Regions from separate parts of the Arachis hypogaea genome. Here region 1 is linked to region 2. Evidence: chromatin contacts called from public Hi-C data. All regions are on one chromosome and are shown on one strand. Each heading gives the region's core, a stretch centred on a gene start, on an enhancer-like site or on the middle of the called end of the contact. The rest is flanking DNA. Distances are from core to core; before and after follow the strand shown.

Region 1 (6,904 bases), core at 4,231-6,730, 350 kb after region 2:
ACTTTTAATTTAGTCGATAGATAAATCAAATATTTTTGTTGATACTACTATAGATGATTAGATTTGTATGATGTATTATTTTTTGCACTAGAGGGAATATAATCTTATTTTTACTGTGGAACGAAGTAATTAGGCATGATGTTCAATAGTCTGGAAGAATTAAAATGGAATTTTCTTACATATGCAATTTAGGTTAGAAATCCTATTTAGCTTCTTCACATTATATGATATTACTGTTAGAAATAAGAGACCAAGTTGAATAAAGTATTTTTGTGTATTATTCAGTGTAATAAAAAATACAATATATAAGGGATATTTATAGGTGTTAGATGAATCAAAGTAATAAATGTATAGAATCCTATATTAATATACAGATATGCTATATAAATATAAACGATACTAATTGATCTAAATTGATTCTAATGATTCTCTAACATTCCCCCTCAAACTCAAGTGGGAGCTAAAGATACCATCTTGAATTTGGATAACAAAGTCCGGAAATGAGTCGGGTGATGAGCTTTCGTGAAGAAATCAGCAGTCTGATCCAGTGTTCCAACAGCAATGAGACAAACAGCATTAGTAAGGATACGTTGCCGAACAAAGTGACAATTAATCTTAATGTATTTGGTGCGTTCATGAAACACATCATTATGGGCAATCTGAATAGCATTGCGGTTATCACAAAAAAACATCAGTAGGGAATGACCGAGGAGCACCCAGATCTTCGAGAAGCCAACGAACCGAGATAAGCTCAGCAGTGGTATCTGCGAGGGCACGGTACTCAACTTCTGTGCTTGAGCGAGCAGTGAGCGTTTGCTTCTTGGCACGCCAAGAAATGAGAGCGTCACCAAGAAACAAACAGTAACCAGTAGTAGAACAACGATCAGTGGGATCACCAGCCCAATCAGCATCGGAGTATGTCTCAAGAGATAAAGAGGAATGGGTAAAAAAATAAAGGCCATGAAATAGAGTGCCTTTGATGTAGCGAAGAATGCGAAGAACTGACACATAATGAGTAGTGCGAGGAGCTGACAAGAACTGGCTAAGTACACGAACTGGATAGGCGATGTCTGGTCGGGTGACAGTCAAGTAGACGAGACCTCCAACTAACTGTCGATAGAGAGTCGAATTATCCAAAATAGTGCCATCCAGAGGGGTAAATTGAACATTAGGCTCAAGAGGAGTAGTCTCAGTGCGACTATATGTAATCCCAGCACGAGCAAGAAGATTTGAAACATACTTAGCCTAAGAGAGATAGATGACCAAGAAAATAACTGAGAGAACCAAGATCTTTCATCTCAAAGATACGGTGAAGTGAGGCCTTCAGATCAGAGATACCATCAATATCATCTCCAGTAATGATCATGTCATCAACATACAAAAGTAGAAAAACAACTCCACGCTCGCTTTTACGAATGAAAAGGGCATTCTTATGAGGGCTAGAAGTAAAACCAAGACGCATATAGTAGTGCTGAATTTGTCAAACCATTCACGAGAAGCTTGCTTAAGTCCACAAAATGCCTTGCGAACCATGTTAGAAACAAGAGACCAAGTTGAAGAAAGTGTGATAAAAAGTACAATATACAAGAGGTATTTATAGGTGTTTAATGAATTAAAGTAATAAAGACATAGAATCCTATAATTAATATACAGATATGCTATATAAATATAAACGATACTAATTGATTTAAATTAATTCTAATGATTCTCTAACCATTACTATAGAGTATATGTTCCATTATTCATGATAACTATTATTCATATATATTCTTCCATTATTATGGGGTTGTGACAAGAACCCTTAGATGCACTTAAAGAGGCATTATTCATGAAAACGAAACGAATTTTGTAGAAAGCAAAAATGGTGTGGATGAGGCATCCCATTAGCATGGACAATAACCTTTTGTTTCATAATAATTAAAAATTATTTACGCCCACCGTGGGGCTCGAACCCACGACCACAAAATTAAGAGCCTTGCGCTCTACCAACTGAGCTAGACGGGCTTGTTATTAACTCAACTTCCAATGATATTAATTTCTTTTTGGATTACTTTCCTGATTGTTGGGTGAATAGTCTTATTCATATTCCACGTAACTTCAGATATATTCGGAGAAAAAAGGATCATGCTTTACAGAGTCTTATTAATTACTCCAAAGGGAAAATTTATAAACGTGGCAACTGGGAACCATATAATTCGCATTAAAAGAAGAATGTTGAATTGTTGACTTTAAAATTACTATATGTGTACCACATCATCATATATTCAGCTGAATTGACAGATACTAATAATCTTGAATTCGATTGAGACGATGAACTAATTTCAAATATAATAAAACTATGATAGAACGAGAAAAAAAATAAAGAATATTGTACTTTATATTTTTTATAAAAAATTTATAAAAATAAAGTTAAATATATATAAAGGAGGGTAGAATTCTTGAGGTAATTGGTACTCTTCAGTTGCTGACCGAAATAAACATATTAGGAACGGAGGAGGATATGGGGAGTAACTATAATTTGTTTTATATTAAATAGGTACACAATTAAAATCAAAGCACTAATACATGTTTGGTATTGTAATAAAGTTGCTAAACCATGAACGCAATGAAGTCACTTCCCTAACCATAACAATATATAATGTGACCTTGACTAGGCATGAAATTATGTCAACTTTCAAATGCGCCACAACTAGACCTTGTGTTGTCAGCACCTAATCCCTATGCTTAGCTTAAACCTACATTCCTAATCTGCTGCTTGTAGTAAAATTTAGAGCACATAGAATAAGATAATGTTTCGAAGGTTATGAAAATCAAACTAATTGCTGAATTGATGATTAAAGGTTCTAAAAATCAAATCATTGATGAAATTAGAAGTTTAAAAATTTAAAAGTTATAATTAAAATTTAACCGAAATTAAATTTGATACATTAAAACAGTATATTTATATATAAAATATATTTTTTCAATAAAAAAACTTTCTAATCAATTAACTGCAAAAAAAAAAATCATATCAATTTAACTGGTTTATTAACTTTTTTGACAAATATTTTTTATTTTTGGTTGATTCAGTCACAACCATTTTTTTTGCCATGATCAGACCAATTTGGTGACCAATTTTCAGTTTAATCTGATTTGGTCCAGCTCAAAACCATGGCATTTTCAAACGGATATGCATGTTCACAAGTTGATGATATTTTAGAACAAAGATTTTTTTAGAGTTCTGCTATACATACAAGCCTTTTTGGCTTACAAGCTATACAAGTTGCTCCAAGTTCAAGAAAAAAACATGCGCCCCTTCAATAACACGTTCACTCTTCGTCTTCTTTCTCAATCAAAACGCAACTTATTAAAAAAAAAACACGCGCCCCTTCTACAACACGTTTACTCTTTCTCTTCCTCGATCAAAATGCAAATCATCAAGATTCAAGGGACATTCGAAACAAACTACTACGATTCTGCAGAAACGTTCCAACTCCTCGCGAAGAGTAGAAGAAATCAAGAAGAAAAGATACAAATCTCCATCAAAAATCACGAGAAAAAAGGAAGAAACATTATTCAAGGTACTGTTTTACTGTTCTTCTAAGTTTTTTTAAAAAAAAGAAATATACTGTCTCCCCCTGTTTTGGGTATATTTCTTAAATTCTTTGGGTGTATTTCTGTCTCCCCCTGTTTTGGGTGTATTTCTTAAATTCTTTGGGTGTATTTCTGTAATCCTTTCTGTAATCGTTTGGGTGTATTTCTGAAATTCTATTATCTTCAAAACAATTTCAAAACTTGATTTCATAAACCATGAAAATCGAAAAACGCACGAAGGAGATCCAACAAATTTGGTAAGAAACTCGAAAAAAGAAACGAAATCTTTTAAAAAATAAAAGTTATATATTTGTGCATTAATTGATTTGAATTAATTTAAAATTCTGTTAAAATAAAATTCTGTTAAAAGGCACGTAACATAAACAGCACATTTAGGCTTAGTTTGGTAAAGCTTTTACTTTTTAAAAGTAGCTTATAAAAGTTAACTTTTAAAAGATGGCTTTTTAAAAGTTGTAGCATTTATGTTTGGTAAATCAAATCAAAAACAACTTTTAATAAACATAAGTAACATCAATTGTGTTTGGTAAAATAGCTTTTAAAATTTAAAAATACTATAATAGACATAAATGCAAACATTAAATTTGAAAATTAGTTAACATATGAGGTTATATTAGACTTTTAAATTTTGAAAAGCACAAGCCAGCTTTGAAAAGCTCCCTCCTAGGTGCTTTCAAAAGCACCCCTAACTTTTAAAAGCCGCAAGCACAAGCACTTGAGCTTTTTAATTTACCAAACGCAAAATGACGTGCTTGTGCTTTTTAAAAGCACAAGCACCTCCTGAAAAAGCTTTACCAAACCCAGCCTTAATAGGTGGGTTTCGTTCAAACTTGTAAATGCAAAACACTTGTACGTAGAGATTAATCTTTTTTTTTAAACTTCAAAAGTAAAAGAAAAAGAACGAGCGAAAAATAGGAAGAAATTTATTTTAAATTTTTAACCTTCAAGCCTCTCTCCTTTGCCTTTCTTGTTTTTCCCCTCTAATATCTCAACTCACAAACACACTCTTAAAACCGAAAAACGAATAGTGGGATTTCAATGCTTCAATATTCCTTCACCATGATTATTCAACAGAATATCCTTAGATTAAATTATCTTGGTAGCCGAACTTGTGCTAATCTATATCTAAATAAACTTAATAAGACTAGTTAAGACCTATTTTATCTACACTTGTATAAGGCAGGCGTAGAATAAGCTTACATAACCAATCTTTTGCTTTTACTTTGCACTATAACAATTTCTATTTTTTTTCCCTCTTTTTCTTTTACCCTTTTCTTTTTGCACTATTCCTTAATGGCTCTGAAACCTTGATGGTTGCTGCATGCTGAGATCTGAGAGACAAGTTTCACTTTCATACCCCAAAAAAATGCAATGGTTTTATTCCTCACTGGAGGTGCTGTTATTGCTGCTGGAAACCCAGTATTCTTTAACAGCAACCAATATCTTCTCAGGCACAAGAGGGCCATCCTCGTGATCCACCATTTTGGCTTCCCATCTCATCCCCCCAACAATTTTCTTGACCTTGTTCAGGACATCGACTTCGTCTCTGATGATGACGACTCCTTCGGGTCTTAGGATTCGGTCCATTTCAATAAGGATGTCTTCCAGGTTGCACCTGTTCAAACAACTCATCAACATTTAAAAATAAAAAGTAGAGATAAGGATAACCCTAAACCCTAAACACTAAAGGACTATTAAGGTTTGTCATCAACTTAATGGGATTATTATGATTTATGAAACATGGTTAACATGTTCAAAGGATTAACATATCCCAAACTAAAAGTAAAATATGTCCAAATTATGCTTTTAAAGATTTAAAACCCATATATTGGGCCTCCTGCAAAAGCCTGAAGCTTGGAATAGGTTGGTCCGTGATAAATGTTTTAGCTCGTGGCAAATTGGCAATTAACAGGAGGAGCCTATTTAGCTTTTTTCACATGGACTAGGCCTTGTGAATTGTGATGCATTTCAAATAATGGAATTTGGGCTCACCTAAAATGAGTGATGCAATTTAAGATCCTAAGGCCTGTTTGGTTTGAGAATTCGTTTTCTATTTTCAGCATTTTATGAAGAAAAAAATAACTAAAAGCAATAAAATCTTGTTTTCTATTTTCATTTTTTTTTACAAAATCCTAAAATAGAAAACAATGAAAACACAAACTTAACAGGTCCTAAGGGTGGGTTTGTGAGTTGGAATTTTCGAGGGAAAGGTAAGGAGGAAAGGAAGACTAGTGCTAAATTTTGAATTTTTACTCCCCTTCCCTCCATTATACTAACTCACAAACAACCCCCTAAAGCGCATCCTCGTAACTACCAACAAGGCCTTTGAGGACAGCGCAGATGGCATTTGACAGTGCCTTGTGATAGGTATACCCGGGAAGTATGGTGAAACGTATTTAACAAGTGCACAATCTAAACATTTTACCAACAATTTAGAAATCCCCAATTTTTGAGAAACTACTGCATTGAATTACTGTTGCAAGACCCCAAAAGAAGAAAAAAAGTATTTATAAGTAACATCTAGAAAAGGGACTTGAGTTTGCATTATATGCCAAGAAACTTGAATAAGAGCTTGTTTCTACTTTCAATGAGATATAATCTTAGAATCCACATACTATGACTATGCACATGGAAGAGGAGGAAGAAACTTACGAGTCCTGGTACATGCTAAATAAACCATTTGCATGAATGAGATCATATGTCCTGGGGTATGTAGAAAAGCCTTCACACCTGAAGAAAGAAGAAAACTGACATTAAATAATGCATAGTCATAGTGCATAACTTGCTTCAACTAATAAACTGATTAGCAAAATTCATAGCATGTTCAATTATCTGTAGCCGTCATATGAAATACAATACAGCGACATACCATTATTTGAAGAAACAGTACCAATATCTATTTTCAAGTGGTTCCAGAATATGGAGAAGAACAATATGCTAATTTGAAGCTCATTTTGCCTTGCAGTGGTCAAATGAATAATCATACAAAAACCCACCATGAAATGTCGAGATAAATAATTTTTGAAGTATAGGGAAGACAACTTGCATGGAAAAATTCACATGAAATAAGAATACTTGCAGGAGTATTAAGAGAACTTTTAGAAACTTACCAGTCATGGTAAATGCCAATCAGACCTCTCTCGTAAATAACACCTAAGGTGTTCTTAGCACTCGTGGGCACAACATTCATAACCCAGGATTTTGGTGATTCAAGTGCAGCTGCAAATCCTCCAAGCTCTGCATTCATGTCCATCACATTTCGATATCTGGTAGTGCCAATCAACTTGTTCATTCTTTTGTAAGCATTAACATG
Region 2 (7,533 bases), core at 4,727-7,226:
CATGGATTAGGACCCCTTGCTACATGGAGGGATGGTCGATATGCCTTTTCGCGAAAGCTCGGCCAGCACACTATCTGTGGAAGGAGGCTTCAGGCCTAAGGGTAATGGTAGCCATGGCTTGCTTATTGCTTCTTTCACTACCTTGTCAACAACCTCCTCGGCCTGCGGCGCGTGTATATGCATGGAAACGCATTTTTATGAGTTAGAATTGGACTTCTGAGCATTTCATGGTTGGATATTAGGGGAAATGGTTCCTCTCAATTTATTTTTCTCTCAATTGTTGTGATGAAATATGATCTCTCACCATATATTCTTTAAGTAGGAGAAAAAAAATTATGTAAGAAGATGTTGATGGTATAAAATTTCCTTTAACAATATCAATCGAAAGAAAATTTTGAGAGGATCCATTTCCGATTTTAAAATGATTAAGAGTTGGAAAATCATGTGATTCAGCAATAAATGCATGTTTCATTAGGAAATTCATACTTTACAAGCAATTTAGTTAAGAATTTAATTTTCATATAATGTCATATTTAACTATTTTACATTATCATTGAATACGATGTTATCATAATAATCATGTATAGTATGTGATATGAAGTAGTCATTGTTAGGCCAACTAAATAAAAATTCTTTACAATGTATTAAAATTGTGTATTTTATATAGGCAATTATAAATGAAATTTAACTATGATTGTTGTAAAATACATGATTAGTATTAAACGTGAATATAATGTACCAAGAACTAATGAACCGTGTTGCACATTCTGTCAATCAAGCGTATAGCACTCAACTCTTCTTTTTCCTTTTCTAATAGATTAATCTTAAATGAGTTTCAAGCAGAGTGAGAGTTTCATCACAACATGTACATCAACTAAAGTCTAGGCCAACGAGAATTCAGAAACTGTGACTTCCCATTTTTCACTATGATCAAGAAGAAAGAAACCGAGAAAGAGAAAGAATTTTGCATTACCAGATGAAGATCAAGGGAACTCTGTGGCATGATAGACTTGTAATCCACAGCACTAGTATGGTGCATGCCGCGAACATTCTGCGTTTGACGAAAGCGACGGTATTAGCCTTTCTTCACACTGTAAACAATTTGAATAACTAGAAAAGATGAACTGTACTCACCAAAGGGTAGGAAAAGCAAGGAAGAGGAGCCTGAGGAGGTGGCAGAACCGGGCATCCCCATGCATCCGCATGCATCTGCAACTTCAAGAGATAAACACATAACATGTCAAATGGCATTGGAAAAGTATAGGTAAACAACTCCTAGCCAACCAACTTTAAACAACTGCAATTAATAATCATTAATATGTATTTTTTAAAAAATAAAATTTAAATAATCACTAATTAATGACAATTAATTAGTATGGAGTGCAGTTCAAAAATATTTGTTGGCTTGCTGTTGGTTAGACCCTTCTTGGTTACCTAGTAAGATTGAATTGCATTCATGTTCATAGTTTCTACATAAGAATCCAGAGTACAAGGTAGCTTGAATTCTAAGCAACATTGTTATTACCCCGGGAAGCGGCTTCCAGTGCCAACTTTCTGTAGGATGCCAGAGAGGATAACCAGGAGGGCCCCAAACCGGCATAGCTGCTGCTTGGCCGCCGGATTGCCTCCACACTGGATACACAGGAGCTGGCGAAAGGGTGTGATTGGAATGATTCGGTGGTGGAAACGCCATTATTGGTCGTTGTTGAAGACAATAGCTCCTTTGCATTTGATCCCTTTGATTTAGCCATTTCCTACCTTCTTCCTTGGGCAATATTTGTCTCTTATGCATTCTATATTTCTGTTAAAAGAAGGTGGAAAAAATTGTTGACTATGTCATACTCAATGTATGATTCACTTGGTTTAATTTGGTATAAGATTAGAGTCATGAAAGAAAACAAAGATACAATCAAATTTCTTGGAATCTTAAAAGCTAATCAACTCTTTCTCCATTCAGTAATTAGGATGGTGTGATGCAACATGTTCATCCAAGCGCATCAAAGACATTGCATCATGCATACAGTTTTGGGAAAAAGAAGAGAAAACTTGAAACTTGAATGAGCACAAGACCTGAAGATGGCTTGCAACATTATGCCTTGTCAGTCCCTCCACTTTCATTAGATCCATTATTCGAGATGGAATAGCTTGGTCAAGGCCTAGTTGTTCCACCGCTTTCACAAATTTTTTGTGCAGCTCGGGTGTCCAGTCTATCTGACACGCGAAACAAGCATCAAAACAGTTTTTAATATGGCAGAAACAACAATAAACGACAAATATACTTTTGCTGAAGTATTTATTCAAACTCATAAGTGATAGAGCAACGTAACTTTAGAAATTACATTTCAAAAGTTTGAGAACCATGCTATGTTTGAGTTTGATTATAATTTGTTTGTGGATCTAAGCTGCCGCATTGTCTTTAGTTTCAACAATATGACAGAGTATTTTAACACAACCAGATAAAGATTGGTTAAGAATATGAAACTTTTGCATCACAAAATTTCTTTTAACAACTTCATGAACGCAGAGCTATGTGTAATATCCATGTATCTAACACATTATTTGAATAAGACCAAACAGTCATAGATTAGCTTACTTTCATCTTCTTCCGATGAGCTTTCAACGTGCATGAATCCACTTTATTTGAAGATTTTGTATTACCATCATCGCTGCTAAGAACCTTATCATTTGTATGCTTATAAACAGAACTATCATGGTTCCCATCTCTAGAACCTTCCGCTAAATTCTTGACCAAAGTCTTTTCAGTGTTCATTGGTTCATTAGGATTATTACTTTCAGAATTCAAATTTTCACATGTAGTTTCGACGGATTTCGATTCTCCTTCTCCATCATGTTCCCCACTCTCCTTTTCTATTGAGCAATTAGTCTGCTCTGGACAATCGCCATCGTCCATCAATCTCAATCCCTGATTCAATTGGGGGGTCGATGGAGCCGGATACTTATCGCTTCCAGGATCAGGATCATCATCAGTATATGTACTTTCTTGTTGTTCATTGTCTGTTTGGAGCTGCAACATGGATACTACAGATTCTTTGACCGGTTTTAGCGATTCGGACATAACACTTGCACTAGCATTGAATGCCTGCTCAAGTTTCAACCATATCAGAAACCACTTTGCTCATATTATATACTAATAATCAAAAACAAAAGTACATGTGAAAGAATTTGAAGTGGGCAAAAATATACGCCAAACTCTTAGACATATATTTTTGTCTATTTACTCTGAGAAATGTAGTGTTACAAAATATTAACAGACCTTGTGAACCACATGCTGCCATATATTTCGAAGCTTGTCCTCGGAGAGAGGTTTGTGAAGGAACTCAACTGCACCGAGCTTAAAGAGAAGAGTGAAGCGAAGAGTCAAGAGTTGAGCATCACAAGCAGAACAGACATGAAAATGTGCTAACTTTATGAAGCACTAATTTGAATGGAGAAGATCAAATTTGGTCTAGAATTAATAAAAGATAACCAAAAGCATGGATTACGGCAATGCAAAAAATAGTGGCAAACCAATGAAATAGAAAATTGTTTTGCTAAAAGAATATTTGGATAATCAGGGATATTAAACGAAATATTACCGCTATGCATTTCATCATGGTGCTCAGGCAATGATCGTTTGAAGTCACTGCACAAAAAGATGTTAATATCATTGGTTAGAAAATTAACAGTCTTCCAATGTCATGTTCCATTGTAGACACTGATCAATTGGTGAAAGCTTCTTGTCATGAAATCACTTTTGCGAGAAAAGCTTCTATGACCTAAAAGTCTAAAGTTGGATCCTTTGTTGACCGCAAAAGAAAGAATAAAAGGAGAAAAAATGCCTATGCAAAAAAAAATCACGCAAACCTAGACAAGGCTTTTGCGCAAGACCTCTTGTTAGATTAAGCTTTTGAGAGAAATGGTTTTATGACACTGCTCAATGAGAAAAAGAATTTTTCACCATATGAAAAACAGATCCAAGCAACAATCACAAAAATCAAAAGCTTACAATTTTCCCGATTTCCCTAGACCTGCATAAAGTGATGGTGAAAACTGAAAAGGAAAATTCGCAATGATTTTTATCTACTTACTTTGGAAATGATTTTTTCTAATTAATTCATTTGTCAGTGCCATTGAAAACAGAGTGCTTATGCCATGAAAAATAGTTTTGGTTTCTTTACTTACTAATGGTTGGCAAATCCTTGGCATTCTCAAGAAATTTGAAACCTCCTTGGCCGCTGTTTATACTCACCTGCAATAATAATTGAAATGCACGTGGTTACAAAGAGATTAAGACAGCATCCCTCTCTTATGTTCCTTTCCTATTTGAACTTCACAATTACAACGATTATGATTTATAATTTGTTGTGATAAATGAAAGTTTGTTACCTCCACTATGGCAATGTGGAAGCTTTCGGATCTACTTGAGATCGCTGATAAGGCTTCATTCTCGTCGCAGAAAGCAGAAACTGCACAGAAAATTTCGAGTCTTAGTTACTAAGAAAATTAACATAATGGGCTCAATTATCAAAATGGAAAATTTTAAGAAGAAGAAGAAGAAGGCATTCAATCGAATTTTATATTCTTTTCAGAGCATCTAAAATCTTAGACCAAAGTTTCCCAAAGAACCATATTAGGACTATATAAAGCCATGTTTCTTGATTTCTTAGAAATGGTGGCCAACCTTAACCATCTAATTAAGGTAAAGTGGGAATATTTGCAACAAAAAAGAGTCTAATGTATAATGATGAATTTAGTATTAGACATGCCTAGACAATATAAGAAAGAAGGGATCCCAAAAGAAAGGGCTAGCTGTTGCTACCATTATAGTCCATGGCTTCAAGCTTTGGTTTTATCTCGGCCGCGGAAGTGGCGTCTCCTTCAAGGAGAAGAACCTTGAGTCCCTTTGGGAAATCCTTCCATTGTTGTAAATCATTGACAGTGCAAACCATAGCTTGCTTGGCATCGTTTCGCCGCACCCCACAGAAGAAGAAAGTGATGACAGATCAATATCACTTCTTAACCACCATCCAAATCCAATTCCTTCTGCAAATTAAGTTAACTGATCAATTGTTTCAAGGAACTATAGTAGAAACACTATTGCATACTTATGAAGCTTATAGCAGATAATAATGAAGAACATATTGTAGTGTGTAAAGATCTCATATGTTGATGACACTTTCTAGTTTCAACAGAACAGCAATAAGACAAAGACCATGGTGATTGATTAAGATCTTACAGAAAAATTAAAAAAATATAAAAAAACACTCAAAAATTATTGTTGAATAATGAGAAAACGGATATAGTAGAAGAAAACTATGCGACAAAGCTAGCATTTCTTTTCAGGTAGATACACCAGAAAATTTATAGAACCCCAGAAAGATAATAATAATAAAAAAAAGAAGATGATCAAAATTAAAAAAGCTTAGGCATAAACATAAATATACATGATACATGCATGCACTATTATTTTAATCCAAAAGTAAACAAAAAACCCATAATCTAAACTTATCCGGAAATGAACATTTCGAAATAAAGTGAATTAGCATGCACCCAAGAATAGTAATGGAAAATCATTAAACTAAACAAACAAACAAACAAAATAAATAAATAAAGAATGCTCTTTGTGAAGCCATTTTATATATAACTACCTTGACATAAATAAAGGATATTAAATATTTGATGCTTGAGATTAACTAACGCCAAAGCTAAAGTTTGTGTTACTTTTTCCTGCTCTTATTATTAAGAGGGGAGAGGGAGAGAGAGAGAGAGAAGAGAAAAGAGTAGAGGAAAGGGAAGAGAATTGAAGAGTATAAGAGAGGATGCCTGTGACTTTGTGAACAGTTGCTATCATGTAAGTTACGGACCACAGCAACTATGACTGAGAACCTTTCTCATAAATCTACCATTCTGCCACTTATTTCAGTGGTGAATATTCCAGCATTACATATTAATGTTATTATTCTACCAAAATTAAGACATGTCTTTGGAGCGTGATAAGCAATTATAATAGGACAAAAGTTGAAAGACGATTTATTGTTTCCTATTAGTATTTTTAGTCATTAACTTAATAATTTTAGTCTAGTAACTCAATAATATATTTTTAGTCCATATTTTTTAATATTATTGATTAATTACCGACTAAAAATAATACATTTTTCTAATCCTTTAACATTCTTTATTATCATAATAGTTCAACTATGGAGAGAATTTTCTTTCGGCCCATTAATGTCGACTAACTTTTTTAAATTATTTTTTATTTTAAATTTAAATATTCAATAACTATCAATTTTAAATTATATAAAAAATAGAGTTTTATAAATAAAAATATATTAACTAATTTTTATTCTTATCGTCATATTCCTTAAATGTTTATTAAAAAGACACTCGTAATGATAAGAATGATTTATTAGATTATTTATCAATAATTTACCGAAAAAACTCTTACAGTAAAATTTGAATTTATTTTCTTAAAATATACTACTGAATTTAAATCTTTATTTTTTTATTTATTAGAGTTAAATTTAAAATTATTTTACAAGATATATTATTAATATAGGACCTGAAATTTTATATTGCTAACAAAAATAATTTTGATATATACGAATAATAAATAAGTTCTCAAAATATTTTAAAACATAACCAAAAAATAATATATTAAATATATATTTTCAAAAAAAAATTAAAGATCAGATTTTAATGTTATATTTTATAAACATTATTAAAAAAATAAAATAATTTTATCTTTAAAATTTGATGAACATCAAGTAAATATTATTTTATTATTTGTAAATGATCAAATATTTTAAAAAAATAAAAAAATAAATTAGAGCTCAAATTTTGCTCTAATTTTTTATATGCACTAGAATTCTAAATAAACTAAATGTTTGCACCAAAATTCCAATCAAATCGAAAAATTGTTTGTATAACTTTAGAATTTTTGTCATAATTTTTAAATTATTCGTGAGGTTATTTAATTTATCATTCATCTCTTTTAAGATTAATTTTATAATATATTTTTTAAGAAGAGATAGATTAGAGTTAAACACAAAATCTCACACCAAAATAAAATACATAAACAAAATTAACCCTAAACCACAAATTTTACTACTTTAAAATTGTGCTTAAATTATAAAATTCATCTAAATATTAAAACAGATACAAACACAAAATTCTTTCAATACTATTATTAATTGATTTTAATAACTATGTCCAGTCAAATTTGTTTAATAAATTAAAACAGATATAATCATATAAATACGCAAAATCTTTTAGTGTTATGCTAAGTGATTTTAATAATAAGTCTAACGAACTAAATTTATTCAATGATTCATCGGCTCAAAGCCTACCATATTGAGGCGGTATGTCAGACATGTACAAAATCAATCCGACTTGGTATATCAATATAATGTTACGATCTATATGGTATTAATTTGATTTTTATTTTTTTATTTTATTTAATTTTATTTAAATGATTTAAAATTTAATTATAATTTTTTAATTTAAATTATTGGAAACAAGAGAGTAATTTAAAAA

Evidence for each region. A called contact is a pair of places that touch in the nucleus more often than the background predicts.
Region 1: a Hi-C map of leaf shows a contact between it and region 2, with 4 times the contacts expected there. The contact joins the enhancer-like site here to the promoter of LOC112801244 in region 2. A contact is called at or near these places in 3 of 8 Hi-C or Micro-C datasets (all in leaf).

What each region holds. Positions count from the first base shown.
Region 1 is chr1:30,823,736-30,830,639 of arahy.Tifrunner.gnm2.J5K5, forward strand. It overlaps LOC112801274 (probable methyltransferase PMT14), which reads right to left. Exons shown (of 7, transcript XM_025843923.3): 5 at 6,702-6,904; 6 at 6,244-6,321; 7 at 4,599-5,206. The coding sequence ends at 4,969. TRNAK-CUU (transfer RNA lysine (anticodon CUU)) reads right to left here and starts at 2,004; the gene lies at 1,932-2,004. Within about 2 kb of position 5,481, at least 1 of the 3 cell types and tissues checked has open chromatin away from gene starts, as enhancers often do.
Region 2 is chr1:30,469,520-30,477,052 of arahy.Tifrunner.gnm2.J5K5, forward strand. It overlaps LOC112801244 (two-component response regulator-like APRR2), which reads right to left and starts at 5,977. Exons shown (of 12, transcript XR_011862241.1): 1 at 5,824-5,977; 2 at 4,820-5,043; 3 at 4,387-4,466; 4 at 4,183-4,249; 5 at 3,597-3,643; 6 at 3,275-3,352; 7 at 2,594-3,100; 8 at 2,071-2,211; 9 at 1,435-1,801; 10 at 1,135-1,215; 11 at 974-1,051; 12 at 1-162.